Regions from separate parts of the Sus scrofa genome. Here region 1 is linked to region 2. Evidence: chromatin contacts called from public HiChIP or PLAC-seq data. All regions are on one chromosome and are shown on one strand. The core of a region is the stretch at or near the end of the contact, and the rest is flanking DNA. Distances in the headings are between cores, read along the strand shown. Region 1 has its middle 9.2 kb from the start of TRAF3IP1. Region 2 holds the start of HES6 (transcription cofactor HES-6).

The links. HiChIP or PLAC-seq counts read pairs in DNA pulled down with a chosen protein or histone mark.
Region 1: an H3K27ac HiChIP or PLAC-seq map of skeletal muscle shows a contact between it and region 2. The contact joins the enhancer-like site here to the promoter of HES6 in region 2. A contact is called at or near these places in 1 of 5 promoter capture datasets (fetal liver), 11 of 47 Hi-C or Micro-C datasets (alveolar macrophages, embryonic fibroblasts, fetal heart ventricle and 6 more) and 1 of 2 datasets of contacts at active chromatin or transcription factors (skeletal muscle).

Annotation. Positions count from the first base shown.
Region 1 is chr15:137,851,328-137,857,491 of Sscrofa11.1, forward strand. No RefSeq gene overlaps it. Among named protein-coding and RNA genes, the nearest start is that of TRAF3IP1, 9.2 kb to the right of the region's middle. Within about 2 kb of position 4,539, at least 20 of the 83 cell types and tissues checked have an H3K27ac peak or open chromatin away from gene starts, as enhancers often do. A contact at or near this core is called in fetal liver, fetal skeletal muscle, liver and 1 more, where this site is marked.
Region 2 is chr15:137,782,603-137,789,031 of Sscrofa11.1, forward strand. HES6 (transcription cofactor HES-6) reads right to left here and starts at 5,087. Exons shown (of 4, transcript XM_003359692.4): 1 at 4,772-5,087; 2 at 4,604-4,690; 3 at 4,420-4,501; 4 at 3,206-4,210. The coding sequence starts at 4,852. The coding sequence ends at 3,786.

The DNA of each region.
Region 1 (6,164 bases), core at 3,289-5,788, 68 kb after region 2:
CAATTCCTAAAGTTTCCATTTGTCTCTGCTTGGGGAGGCCAGATGTTACCCTGGGACCCCAGCTTCTGGGGGTGACTTCTCTTTTGGCCTGCTGTCTCCGGGCACAAAGAAGCCAGAGTGACTGGGGACCGCCAGCATGCCGTGGGGTGGCACTGGTGCTGTGTGCGGTGGTGGAAGCGGTTTCCTTCCGGAGGAGAAGCGCACATTCTCCCAGTGAGGCCGGAAGTGAAGGAAGGACACTGCCTCTACGCCTTGGTCCCCAGACCCGTGCATTTTATCAGCTGGAGACAGTGCGTTTCTGCTTTTGGCCATACCTAAGGCATGCAGAAGTTCCCGGGCTAGGGATGGAACCTGCGCTGCAGCAGTAGCCAGAGCCACAGCCCTGACGATGCTGGATCCTTCAACCACTGAGCCAACAGGGAACTCCAAGACAGCAGGTTATGCTGCTCACTGCTTTAGGGTATATTCCGTGTCCTAAAGGATGCGGTCCTTACAGGGTATTTTCTCCCACCTGAGACCTCAGGTTGGCCTTGAAGAGGTCCGCTCCATCACTCCCCTGGACGGGCAGCTTCTGGGTGGAGTGGGAAACAGACTCCAAGACTCCCAGGCTGACGAGCCCCAGCTCACACCTCCTTTGCTGTCAGGTAGATCCTTTGGTCTGGAGCAATAGGGCGTGGGCTTCCAGATCTGACGTGGAACATTCTCGTAACCCTCAGAGAGGGAGCAGCAGGGCAGGAGAAGAAATCCACGCTTGGAAAAGGCGCCGATTCAGTCAGGAGGAAGCACGGCTCCCCTTTGGGCCAACTTTCCACCGAGGGCTGCGGGATTCCTCCAGGGAAGGTGCTAGAATGAGGCTAACTCTGCTTTCGGGTGCTGCTGGGTGGAACTTCAGCTGCTGCTGTAACCGGTCGGCCTTTTGGGGTAGGCATCATGCCTCTGGGCCCCGTGTGGTCCTGTGACCCGGCCACCACGGTGCTCACTGCACGGCCCACAGGAAAGGCGTGCTGATTCCAACCCACAGCCAAGCCTGCTGCCGTCTGCTGTCGCCTGCTGCCGCCAGCTGTCACCTGTTGTTGCCTGTTGTCGCCTGCTGTCGCTGTCCAGGGGTGTGAATACGCTCAGGTCACTTCTCTTTCTACACAAAATGCACAGCCCAGTGGGCTGCTCCAGGGTGGCGGGCAGAATGATGGCCCCCAAAGGTGTTCACGTCCTAATCCCCCAAACCTACGAAGATGTTAGGGTACGTGGGCCGGAGGGGCTTTGCGGATGTCATTACACACTGTGGTCTGGGCAGTGTTTCCAAGAACGGCGCGTGCTGCCTCCAGCATCTGAGGAAGCCACCAGGCCTGCAGGGCCTTCTTCGTGGAGGGGCGTGCAAAATGCAGGGTCTGTCTTTTCTTTGGAGGAGGTGAGTGTTGGGCTCCGAACCGCTGGACTCCTACACACGGACGCAGCGGGCCCCCGGCCCTTCGTAGGCTCTCTCCCGCCCTCTGCAGCACGTGTCTCACCAGAGCCCCTGGTGCATTGTCCTCTGGCTCATCCAGTTTAATTAGTATGAAATCCGCAAGGTGTTGGAGCAACAGGGAATCACGCAGAACGCCCAGGGAGTCCAGACTCTGTCAGGACAGAGAGACGAGGGTTAACACGACCCTGGGGCGAGATGGATGGCAATTCGTCCCCTTGTCTCCGCTACACGAATGTAAACTGCCGCTGGTCCTCCTTTTTCGTAAGGATGGAAAAGAATGTATTGGCTGTGGACCATGGACTTGAGAATGTGTTTCCTGCTCCAGCAAAGACACCACAGCTGGGGCTACTACCTGCTTGGGTTTTGCAGGATTCATCTGATTTCACAGGCATTAGACTCCTATGATTAATTAAATGGCTATATGATGGTGAAACGATCCATTTTAGGAATGGGGTATATCCCATTCTTTTTCATTCTTTACTTTTTCTTAAAATATAGTTTACAGTGTTGTGTTTGTTTCAGGTATACAGCCACGCGATTCAGCTCTCTCTCTGTATATATATATATATATATGTATACATTTAAAGATTCTTCTTCATTGTAGGTTATTATAAGGAGCTGAGTCTAGTTCCCCGTGCTATGCAGTAGGTCCTTGTTGGTTATATCTCTGTTATATATAAAATATATGCAGATATGCAGATAGTGCAGATCTGTCAATCCCAAACCCCTAATTTATCCTTCCCTCCCTTTCCCTTTTGGTAACCATAAGTTTGCTTTCTATAAGTCTATGTTTTGTAAATAAATGTCTTTGTATCCTTTTTTTCAGATTCCACATACAAGTGATATCATATGGCATTTGTCTTTGCCTGGCTTACATCACTTTGTGTGATAATCTCTAGGTCCATCTGCGTTGCTGCCAAAGGCATGAGTTCGTTCTTTTTTACGGCTGAGTAATATTCCACTGTGTATGTTCCCCATCTTCTCTACCTCATTCTTAAAACCACTGGCATTCTCAGCAGTGTACAGTGCTGTTTTCAGTTGACCATCTTGGCCAGGGTTGGGGCGGGGCAGCGTTGGGGGCTTCCCTACTCTATAGCTCTTATTCCACAGGCCCAGAACGTGCCCCACGCAGAGGTTATTCCACCTGCCACACATACCCAAGGGCTTGGGAAACAACCACCAGGTGGGTCCGTGGACTCAGTGCACCTAACAAAGTCTAAACAAACCTAGACCTAACCTAAACAAACCTTGGCCAGGACTCTATTCACCACCCAACCCTGAGCACCCTCACTCTAATAAGGGCCCTGATGGTACCTCAGGTCCCCAGGACCCTGTGCCCCGTGCTCCTGGAAGTGGTTGTGTATGTCCTCCCCCAGCGGAGGGTGACCTGGATGAGGGACCTTAGGTCCCTTTGGAGAAGGACTGGGAGGGATTATGGCCACACACAATGGCACTGATGTGGGGAATCTGGGCTTTCCTTCAGCCACTGGGGTCCGGGGTCAGAAAAGCTGGCAAGGGATGCTGGCCTTTTACCGGGACAGGTGCTCTCACCCTCCAGAACATCTGTGAGTTCTTTGGTTGCACACACCTTGTTGGCGCAGCCCGTCCATCCGGCCTCGAGGACCCCGTGTTCTAGGGACCATGTTCACAGCTGTCCACACGTCAGGTCCTCCTGGCTAACACCCCGGCCTGGCCACGCGTCACGGTAAGTGTATCTACCTTGCTTCTGAGCAGGAAGCACCTCGACGTGGCCTCTGTTATCCTGAGACCCTGTCACCCTCGCTGTTACCAGGGAGCCCAGACTTACGGCAGCATCTCCTCCCACGAGCCCTGGCCGGCAGAGGACACAGATGTACTGCAGCTACTATATACACCATATGTACAGTACACGTATCCCATGTATACTATATCGTCCTATATCTGCCCCGCAGGCCTGCTTCCCTGAGCCCTTACTCTTCTCCCCGCATCTCCCGCGCAGGGATGCTGGTCTTCCCTCACCTCGTGAAGGCCACAGCTTTGTGCAGGCTTCCAGCTACCGACAGTGGACATTCCCAGGCCTGTCTTCCTGGGTCCTTGCCAGGGTCATGAAACCTGTGTTGCAAAAATCCTCCCAATTGACCAGCTCTTCCCCATTCAACTTTCTGTTCCAGCAGGACGGGAGGGACGCCCACACGCGGGCCTCAGGCTCTGCTGCGCCCTGCGGCTCCCGTGAGGTCTAGTTCCTTCCTTGCTCCCTTAGTGGCCCCGAAGGCCCAGCCAGGTTGTGTTGTGACCGGACCCTAGCGACTGGTCCAGGGGCAGGAGGGGGCTACTGGGGAGGAGCCTGAGAAAGATGTGTGTTGTCTTACCCCGCAGTGGCCTCCATCCTGTCTTCGAGAAAAGGGGGAGGGCTCGCCTTTTCCAGGGAGGAGTGGACTGCTTCTGCAAGCCCAGAAGACTCAGGGGACTCTGGGGATTCCAGATATTGGAGCACATCAATCTGGATGTCCTTTTGTCTATCTATTTATTTATTGTCTTTTTAGGGCCGCACGCTTGGCATGTGGAGGTTCCCTCCCGGGCTAGGGGTCGAATCGGAGCTGTAGCCGCCGGCCTACACCACAGCCACAGCAATGCAGGATCCGAGCCACGTCTGTGACCCACACCACAGCTCACGGCAACACCGGATCCTTAACCCACTGCGTGAGGCCAGATTGAAACTGCGTCCTCATGGATGCTAGTCGGATGCATTTCCGCTGCGCCACGATGGGAACGTCTAGATGTGCTTTTATGATCTTACAGTCCTGCTCAGCCGGGCGTCTGATCTGGGCACAGTAGCCTTCCTGGAGCTGAGAATTAAACCTTCTCTGGAGCCCCGCTGCCCTTAGAAATAACTTCAGGCCTGTCCTCAGCTCTTTCCCATCTTTGGCTGCAAGAGACAAGGGTTTGCTTATGATCTTCCAAGGAGGTCCTCTGACGTCCACCCTTGGCCTTTGTTGTGTTTATCTGCTGGCCTGGCCACCCCACAACCGCCCACTGATCCCAGTCCTTTCAAATGCTAGAGAGAGTGCCCCCTGCTGGACTCCCAGGCCTCCACAGCGCTGGGGGGATGCTCCCTTACCTCTGCAGGCTCTCTTCCCATCATGGGGGTTCAATGCACCTGGCTAGTGGGTGGTTCAACGTGGAAACCTCAGGTTAGGGGCTGCTTCCTCAGACCACTCCCAGGAGCAGCCCGAGTGGGTGGAGGTTCCTGGGAAGTGGGTTGGTATCAGTCCTCGGAGGCGGACTCTCCTGGGGAGGAGGGCTGAGGTAAGGCCCTTGATTTCCTCTCCCCGGAGAGGAAATGACCCCGGAGCCGGCAAGGACCAGTGCTGCTCGTGGAGCCGGCTTCAGGCCGAGAAGCATCTGGGTGGCCGCCTACAGGGTCCACTAGGGTGGCTTCAGCCAAGGCGCGTGGTGTGCCCTGAGGAGACAGGGGGACAGGCTCCTGCCTTCCTGGAGCCTGCGTTCTGGCGGGGAGGCGACCGCAAGTCCCTCTTCCCATTTCAGGGCAGCCCGAAGGAGGATGACAGCAGCCACGGGGCTGCCGAGGGACCGCGAGGGGCGGGACGGGGAGGAGGGGAGACCCCGGGGCTGCCGGGTGGTGGGCTGGCCCGGCGCGGGGGCCGGACTCAGGTCCTCAGACACCCCTCAAACCGAAGCTGTGCTCTCAGACGCCTCGGGCTGTGCGGCTCTAGCTGGCAGAGCGCCCGGAGGTGGAGCGGGCCCCTCGGGCAGAGCCGGGCCTTCTGGGGACTTGGCGCCGCCCCCCGCCCTCGCGCGGACACCTGCTCCGGAAAGATCCAAGTCCATGGGGGCGGGGCTTGTCCTGGCTTGCTCTCAGGCAAACAGTGACTGACCTTGGACACTGGTTAACCAGACTCCTCTGGAAAGCGCTTGCTGGGGCTCCAATGCCGATGATTTGAGAACCAGCCCCCCTTTCAAATAAGATGAGAGCCGTGGACCCCCAACTCCAGGAAAGTGCCCTTAGATAATTCTTCCGTATGTGTTGTCATGGATTTAAGGGCGCCCCATCAGACCCCCAGGTCCCAGGAGACCCTGGATTAGGGGAACCGGGTGCAGGCGGGCTCTGCCCTGATCCTTCCACCGGGAGCTTCTCCAAGGGCTTTTCATTAACCCATGCATGGCCACTAGATGGTCACTGGAAGAGGTGTGTGAGCTCATTCGGTTCAAACCCCTCGCTTCTGGGTGAAATGCATGAGGACTAAAAGGGCCAGAACTGACCACAGGCACACAGCTAGTTACAGGGAAAGGCTGCACTGGCCATCAGCTACCTTCGCCGCGAATTCGGGAAGTGCCTTGCGGGGCAGACCATCTTCAGTCCCCTAAAGGGTCCCGTTAGAGGCGGCGATGCAGGACTGGGGTATCAGTGGGCACTGGGACGTTTACCAACAAGGTAGCAACACAGCGGTTTTCCCTTCGTGGGAAAGTGACCCCTTTCAACTTTTGCTTTTCATTGAGAAGTTATTATTTATGGAGAGATAAATCTAAATCACAATGAGGTATAAAGAAGCAGAAGAAATGTCTCATCCCAACTCCGAGGTCATTTCTGAAACCTAGAAACTGCTGGACTCTCACACAAACACACACCCTGAACGTCGCTGAGGTCGCACTGAGTACATAGCACTATGCTTTGACTTTTTTTCATTCAAAATTGTGGTGA
Region 2 (6,429 bases), core at 3,837-6,336:
CAATGTGGGTCTTTCTGAAATTGTGTGACGAGCAAGCAGGTGAGGAAATTAAGAAAGGAGTCTATTCTCAAGAAACGCGACTGGGAAGGAAATGGTAGGACAATACCTAGGAGACCCTGAAGCGGTCTAAACAGGTTTCCTGGGATGGAGCGGACGGAAGGCAGAAGCTTAGGGTTCAACGAGTGACCAAGTCCATGGCATGGTTATTGCCCGAGACATCTGAGGTCCATGCTAGATGTTCCCAGGTTGATGAGAATGATCCAGAAGGGAGGAGCCATTGACGATGCTGGGAGAGAGCAGGGTCCATGGAGCAGGTCAGAGGGTACGGACCCCAATCCTGTGTGAAGGGCTGGCACTGCCCTGCATCTCAGTGGAAGGCAGAATGCCTGGGCGGAGGCGCAGGTGGGTGTGGTCAGCAGAGTAATGGCTCCCCAGAATGTCCACACCCTCATTTCCACAGCCTATGACGAGGCCGCCTTACATGGCAAAAGAGGCTTTGCAGATCTCTTTGAGGGTTAAGGACCTTGGAGCTCCCATTGTGGCTCAGCACTAACAAACCTGACTAGTGTCTATGAGGACAAAGGTTTGATCGCTGGCCTCACTCAGTGGGTTAAAGGATCCGTCATTGCCATGTGCTGTGGTGTAGGTCGCAGACGCAGCTCAGATATGATATGGCGTGGCTGTGGCGTAGGCTGGTGGCTACAGCTCCGCTTTGCCCCTAGCCTGGGAACTGCAATATGCCCCAGGTGCGGCCCTAAAAAAAAAAAAAAAAAGTTAAGGACTTTGAGGCAGGGATTATTCAGGTGACCTCAAAGACATCACGGGTCCTTACAAGTAGAGAGACCAGCGGGGCAGTGGAGGAGGGTCAGAAGGAAATGTGGTATAGACGTGTCAGGTGTAACGTGGCTCCTTTGAAGCTGGAGGAAGGGGGCCACCAGCCCAGGAATGTGGACGGCCTCTGGTGGGAAAAGGAAGGGAGTCACCCTCAACCTTCAGCCGGAAGTGCAGCTCTGGCTTGACCTTAGCCTGGTGAGTCGTCTCAGACGTCTTATGGAACTGCCCGAGAATACAGTCACATTGCTTTGGGACACCAAGTTTGTGGCAGTTTATGGCATTCATAGAAGACTAATACCACAAGCCAGGGGTTTGAAGTGGGAAGGAGGCAGTTCCCAGGAATGATGAAGCAGGGCTACCAAACACCTAGAGCAAGGCTGTGAGGGCTTGGAGGGGCTTTGAGAGGAGGGGGTGCGAAAGGCTCGTCCGGCAGAACAGGAAGGAGAGCAGGCTGGAAACCAGTGGGCCCAGGCTGCACAATAGGCAGAAGCTGCCCTGGCCCCACGGAGGCTGCCAGTGGTCTCTGCTCTGGGAGCCACGTTTGTTGAGAAAGAAAAGCGGCTTCTCTCAAGGGCTTCAGGGAAGCTGACTCACGGGTGGGCGGGGGCACAGGGCCAGAGTTCTGGGTTAGTGGCTTCTGACCTCAGGAGGGCCCTGGTGTCGGAAACACCTCTCTCTCCAGCTCAGCCGCCTGTATTTTTTGTTGTCGTTCTTCCTCTTTTGGCTGCCCCTGCTTGGGAGTTCCTGGGCCAGGGATCAGATACGAACCATAGTTACGACCTAAGCCCCAGCTGCGGTGAAGCCAGATCCTTAGCCCACTGTGTCGGGCCAGGGATCAAACCCGCATCCCAGCGCTCCCAAGACTCCGTCATTCCCCTCGCACCACAGCAGGAACTCCCAGCCTCCTGTACTGTGAACCCCATGGCCTGGGCTCCCTTCCTACGGCCTCTGGGAGGATGTGCCAAGTCTGGGCACCAGTGTAAAGAGTGGTTCCTTCTAAACAGTCCCTGGCTGATGCTCCCCAAATGGCATCAGAGCTCATGACAGTGGCCTCTGGTTGCTGCTGGGAGTCACAGGGGACAGAGGTCTCACAGGTGGACCTGGTGGACATGACCTCTATCAATTTATCTGGCCGATTAAAATAATCCCAGGAATGTCTCCATCTCTCTTGAGCTCTTTTATGGACCTGCCTTCGCCACCTCACCCCCTCCATAACTCATCTCAGTCACTAAAATTAAGGTGCATCTGGTTAGAGCCTGGTGGCTGAGGCCTAAGACTGGATCACAGGGGAGCCATGGTGAAACACCCCTGGTGGCCAGGACCTGCTGAGGGGCTCTTGTTCAAAGGGCTCTGGGGAGAGTTGGTTTTTTTTTTTTTAGGGCCACACCCGCGGCACATGGAGGTTCCCAGGCTAGGGGGTCTCATCGGAGCTGCAGCTGCCAGCCTACACCACAGCTCACAGCAACGCCAGATTCGTGACCCACCGAGTAAGGTCAGGAATCAAATCCGCAACCTCATGGTTCCTAGCTGGATTTGTTTCCGCTGTGCCACGATGGGAACTCCGGGACAGATGTTCTTAAAGCAAAGGGCACACACAGAAGAGGCGACCAGGTGTCAATCCTCAACTGTCACACGTTGACCCCACCTGGGCATTGCCAACTCTAAGTGAGGACAACAACAAGCTGCTTTGGGGTCCTGGGGCGGGAGGTGCAGGGCTGGGCCCTCTGTGGCAGTGGCTCCTATCAACGGACCACAGGCTCTCTGCGGGCCCTGACCCAGCCCAAGGGGGCATCCCCTTCCTTTCAAGGTTTCTGACCTCCTGGGCCCAACTGGACCTCAAGTTCAAGCTGCCTAGGCGGGAAACTGGGTGGGTCTCCCCGACCCCAAGGTCACTGGCACTGGGGAAGCGGCCTCTTCAATCAAGAAAAGGGACAACCTCAGTAGATCACCATCTGCATCGCACTCATGGACCCAGACTTTTGAAAGGAACGTCCCAACCACAAGGCCGGCAACCAGGCATTCGTTTCATTCCCAGAAGCTCACGAGCAGAATGGTCCAGGGACAGGCCGTTTCCTTAGAGCTTGTTGCTCTGGCGACCGACTCGTGCAATGGTATCCACCACCAGGGTGCACCCAATTCCCGGGAGGGTGGGCCATGCCTGAGGACCTGAGGGGAAACCCATCTGGAACCACGTGGCCACAGGGAGGTAGAAGCACTGTCCACTGTGAGACCTGCCACAGCTGTCCCATCTGCACTGCCATCATCCTACTTATGTTGCTGACCAAGGGCGAGGTGTCCTAAAAACACAGCATTAGACACAGGAAAAAATGTGCTTGGTTTCGTATTTCTGCATTTGGCACATTAATGACACTGACTTTCCAAAATCCTTTATTTAACAGAATTGGAACAAACGCTGGCAACCTACTACACGAACTCAAGTGTGCTAAATGCAAGACATACAGGGAGCCTTGCTTCTCTCTGGCAGCTCTGGGCAAAGCTGCAGAATGCCTCCCTGTGTCCTGGCTGAATGGCAAGTTTGAGCTTCTGCTCAGACCAGGGCTGCCAGGGCCCGAGGTCTCCTTCTGCCAGGACACCCGTGCCCAGCTCAGCATTGCTGTCACCTTTGCCCCCAGACCCACACAGTGCCTGAGAAGTCTGGGACAGGTGAAATCCCGGAGAGCCCTGGCGACCCTGCAAGATCCTTCCTCCTGCCTGTAGGTCCCTCCCTGCACCCACCAGGGGCTGGTCCATAAATATTACTCCTTCAGGAAGCAGGGCTAGCGGCCTAGCTGGGCTGGTTATCCCTGCTGTTCACGGCAAGCCATCCTCTGGAGGAGGGTGGCAGAACCAAGAGACCCAGGACCCTGCCCCGACACACTTGGACCCCAGGGAGGAGAGACTAGAGCATGAGAAGGCAGGGTCCACCCTGCAGACCCCAAACTGGCCATTGGTCACCAAGGTCTCCAGACACTATGGGCCATGTGCGCAGCAGTCAGACTGCCCAGGGCTACGGGCACCAACTCTGGCCCCTCAACAGTTGCCCGGCTCAGTTCAGCCTCTGGGGCCTCCTCCAGGTCAGAGGACTGGTCGTCCCCGGAGCCCCGCGGGCTGGGCAGTGGGGACCCCAGGGGACCTCCCACTGGCCAGTTGCTCCGCCCGTGGACTCCCGGTGGCCCGGACAGGGCGTCCCCCAGCAGGTCCCTGAAGCTGCTGCTCTCGCGCAGCGGCATGGACTCCAGCAGGTGGTTCAGGAGCTCGGCGGCGACGGTGGCGTCGATTGCCTGGCACGTGGACACGAACGTGTGCACCTCGTGCATGCACTGGATGTAGCCGGCGGCGAAGCGCTCGCTTGCTTCCGCCTGCAACTGCTCACGCTCTACGTTCGAGGATGGAAGGGGAGAGAGCCGCGCCGGGCCCCGTGAGCTGCCACTGCCGTGGCCCGGCCCACCCGGACGGTGACTCACCCAGGAGAGGTGGGGAGCGCGCACCCCGTCTCAGGCCGGGAAGCCCTGGCTGGGTCCGGGGCAGGGGCAGGCCAGGCGACCGCGCTCCCCGCCTCCGCCCACGCGCCCTGCCGCCACTCACCGCGCGCCCGGCCCCGCAGCGCGCCCTGCACGCGCCGCACGGTGAGCTCCAGCACCTCTGCGTTCTCCAGCTTGGCCTGCACCTGCGCGGGCGGGAGCGCCCGGTGGGGGAGGGGCGGTGAGGCCCGGCCCGCCCGCGACCCCCGCCCGCCCGCCCGCAGCCCTCGGGCGCCCGCCCGTCTCACCTCGGCGCCCGCCAGCAGCAGCCGCAGCTCCTGCAGGCTCTCGTTGATCCGCGCGCGCCGCTTCTTCTCCACCAGAGGCTTCCGGGCCTGCGGGAAGCGAGCAACTGAGCCCCGGCGCTGCACGGCTCCCCGCCCGCCCGCTCGCCCACGCGCGGCTACAGCCAGCACCTTGCGGTCCCCCCTCGCCTCGCAGCCGTCCTCATCCTCCCGACCCGCACGGTCCCGGCCGGGCGCCAGCAGCGGAGCCATCACCCACACCGACCAGACCGCGGAGAGCGCTAGAAGCCCCCCGCGCTGCCCGCAGCTCAGCGGCCGGGAGCCGCCCTCCCGGCCTCCCCGCGTCTGACGCCGCGTCCTTACGCCGGCGGTCGCGCCCGCCCATTTTATAGCGCCTTATTTGCATCTCAATGCACCGATTGGCCGCCCGGGCCAATGAGAGAGGCGCGCTTTGTCTGGCCCCGCCGCCGGGTCGCGCGGCAGCTGGCAGGGCGTGGCCTGCGGGCGCGGTGGGGGTGGGGAGCCCAGCCCCGCCTCTGGGCGAACCCAGCGCTGAGGGGCACCCGAGGGGGCGACGACCCGGGGCGCTGGAGCCCGAGGTGCGCTAGGTTGCCTTCCTACCCTGAGCAAGGTCCGCCGGTGGGCTGTGTGTGCGAGCCGGAGCTCACCCACCCATCATTCATTCACTCTTTCCTTCACGCTTGACTTTGTTGACCGAAGGCGCAACAGGAGAGGAATCCCATGAGGGCACCACCGCACCGGCCGCCGTCTACCGACCTGGAGAGAGGTCTACAGGTCCGGCTGGGGTGGCTGCGGAGTTCCTGGGAGGTGAGGGCCCCCAGGGCAGCAGGGGTGGGAGCGGGCCCGAGGCCACCTTGCGTTTCTTGCGGACTCAAGCTTTGCCATCTTCTGCCTGCTCGGGGGGCCTCCGCCGGCCCCGCCCGCACTGCTCTATCTTTAGGCTCTCCTTCTCTGGTGATGCCCCTTGCCGACCACCTTTTCTAGTTCCTGTCACCGCCAACCCTTCCCTGGTCCCCAACCCAAGCTCGCCCTTCCCTAGTTCCTACCCTCTCTGCACCCCCTTCCCTGACCCCCGCCCTCCCTCCCCTCCCAGCCTTCCCTGGTCCTCACCCCACTGCACGTCTTTCCCTGGTCCCCCACTCCTGCTCCTTCGCCTTGGCCCCCATCCCCAACTCTTGTCCCCTTCGTCCCCCTCTTTTCCCCCTTCGGCTCCCTTCCCCCCTCCTCTGCCCCCGCCCCGTCCCGCCCCGCCGGGCTGGCCGAGGCTGCCGTCTGGTCGCCGTAACTTGATGCCTGTGACAGTTGGCAGCTGCAGCCCCTTCAGCGGAGAAAAGCGGCGGCCCAGCCAAGAGCGACAGGTGTTGGCCGCGCCTTTGTCTCGGCCCGCTTTGTCCCTCGAGCGGGCGCGGGCGGTGGGTGCGCCTGTGGCCGCTAGACGACCGCCACCCCCAGGCCGGCCGCCCATCTGCTGGCCCGGCTTCCCCGAGGGTGGGGTGCGTGGTGGGTGGGGCCGCGCCCTGTGGGTCCCTGCCTGGCCGCTGCTGGGTCTCACCACCCCCCAGCAGAGCCAGAATACCAATTTGCCTTCTAGCCGCCAGGCCTTTGCACACACGGATCCTTGCACCTGGAACAGGCTGGGGCCCCCCTTGGGTGGCTCCTTCCTCCCTGTCTAGGCCTCAGCTTCCCTAGCCCTCTACCTGCCCTGCCCTTGCTCAGTCCTCTGCTTCTCTCCCGGGCCTGGGATTGTCAGGGTCTGCTCTTCGCCCCTCCAGGGGATAAGTGTCCCTGGTGGGGGTAGGTGCTCACCG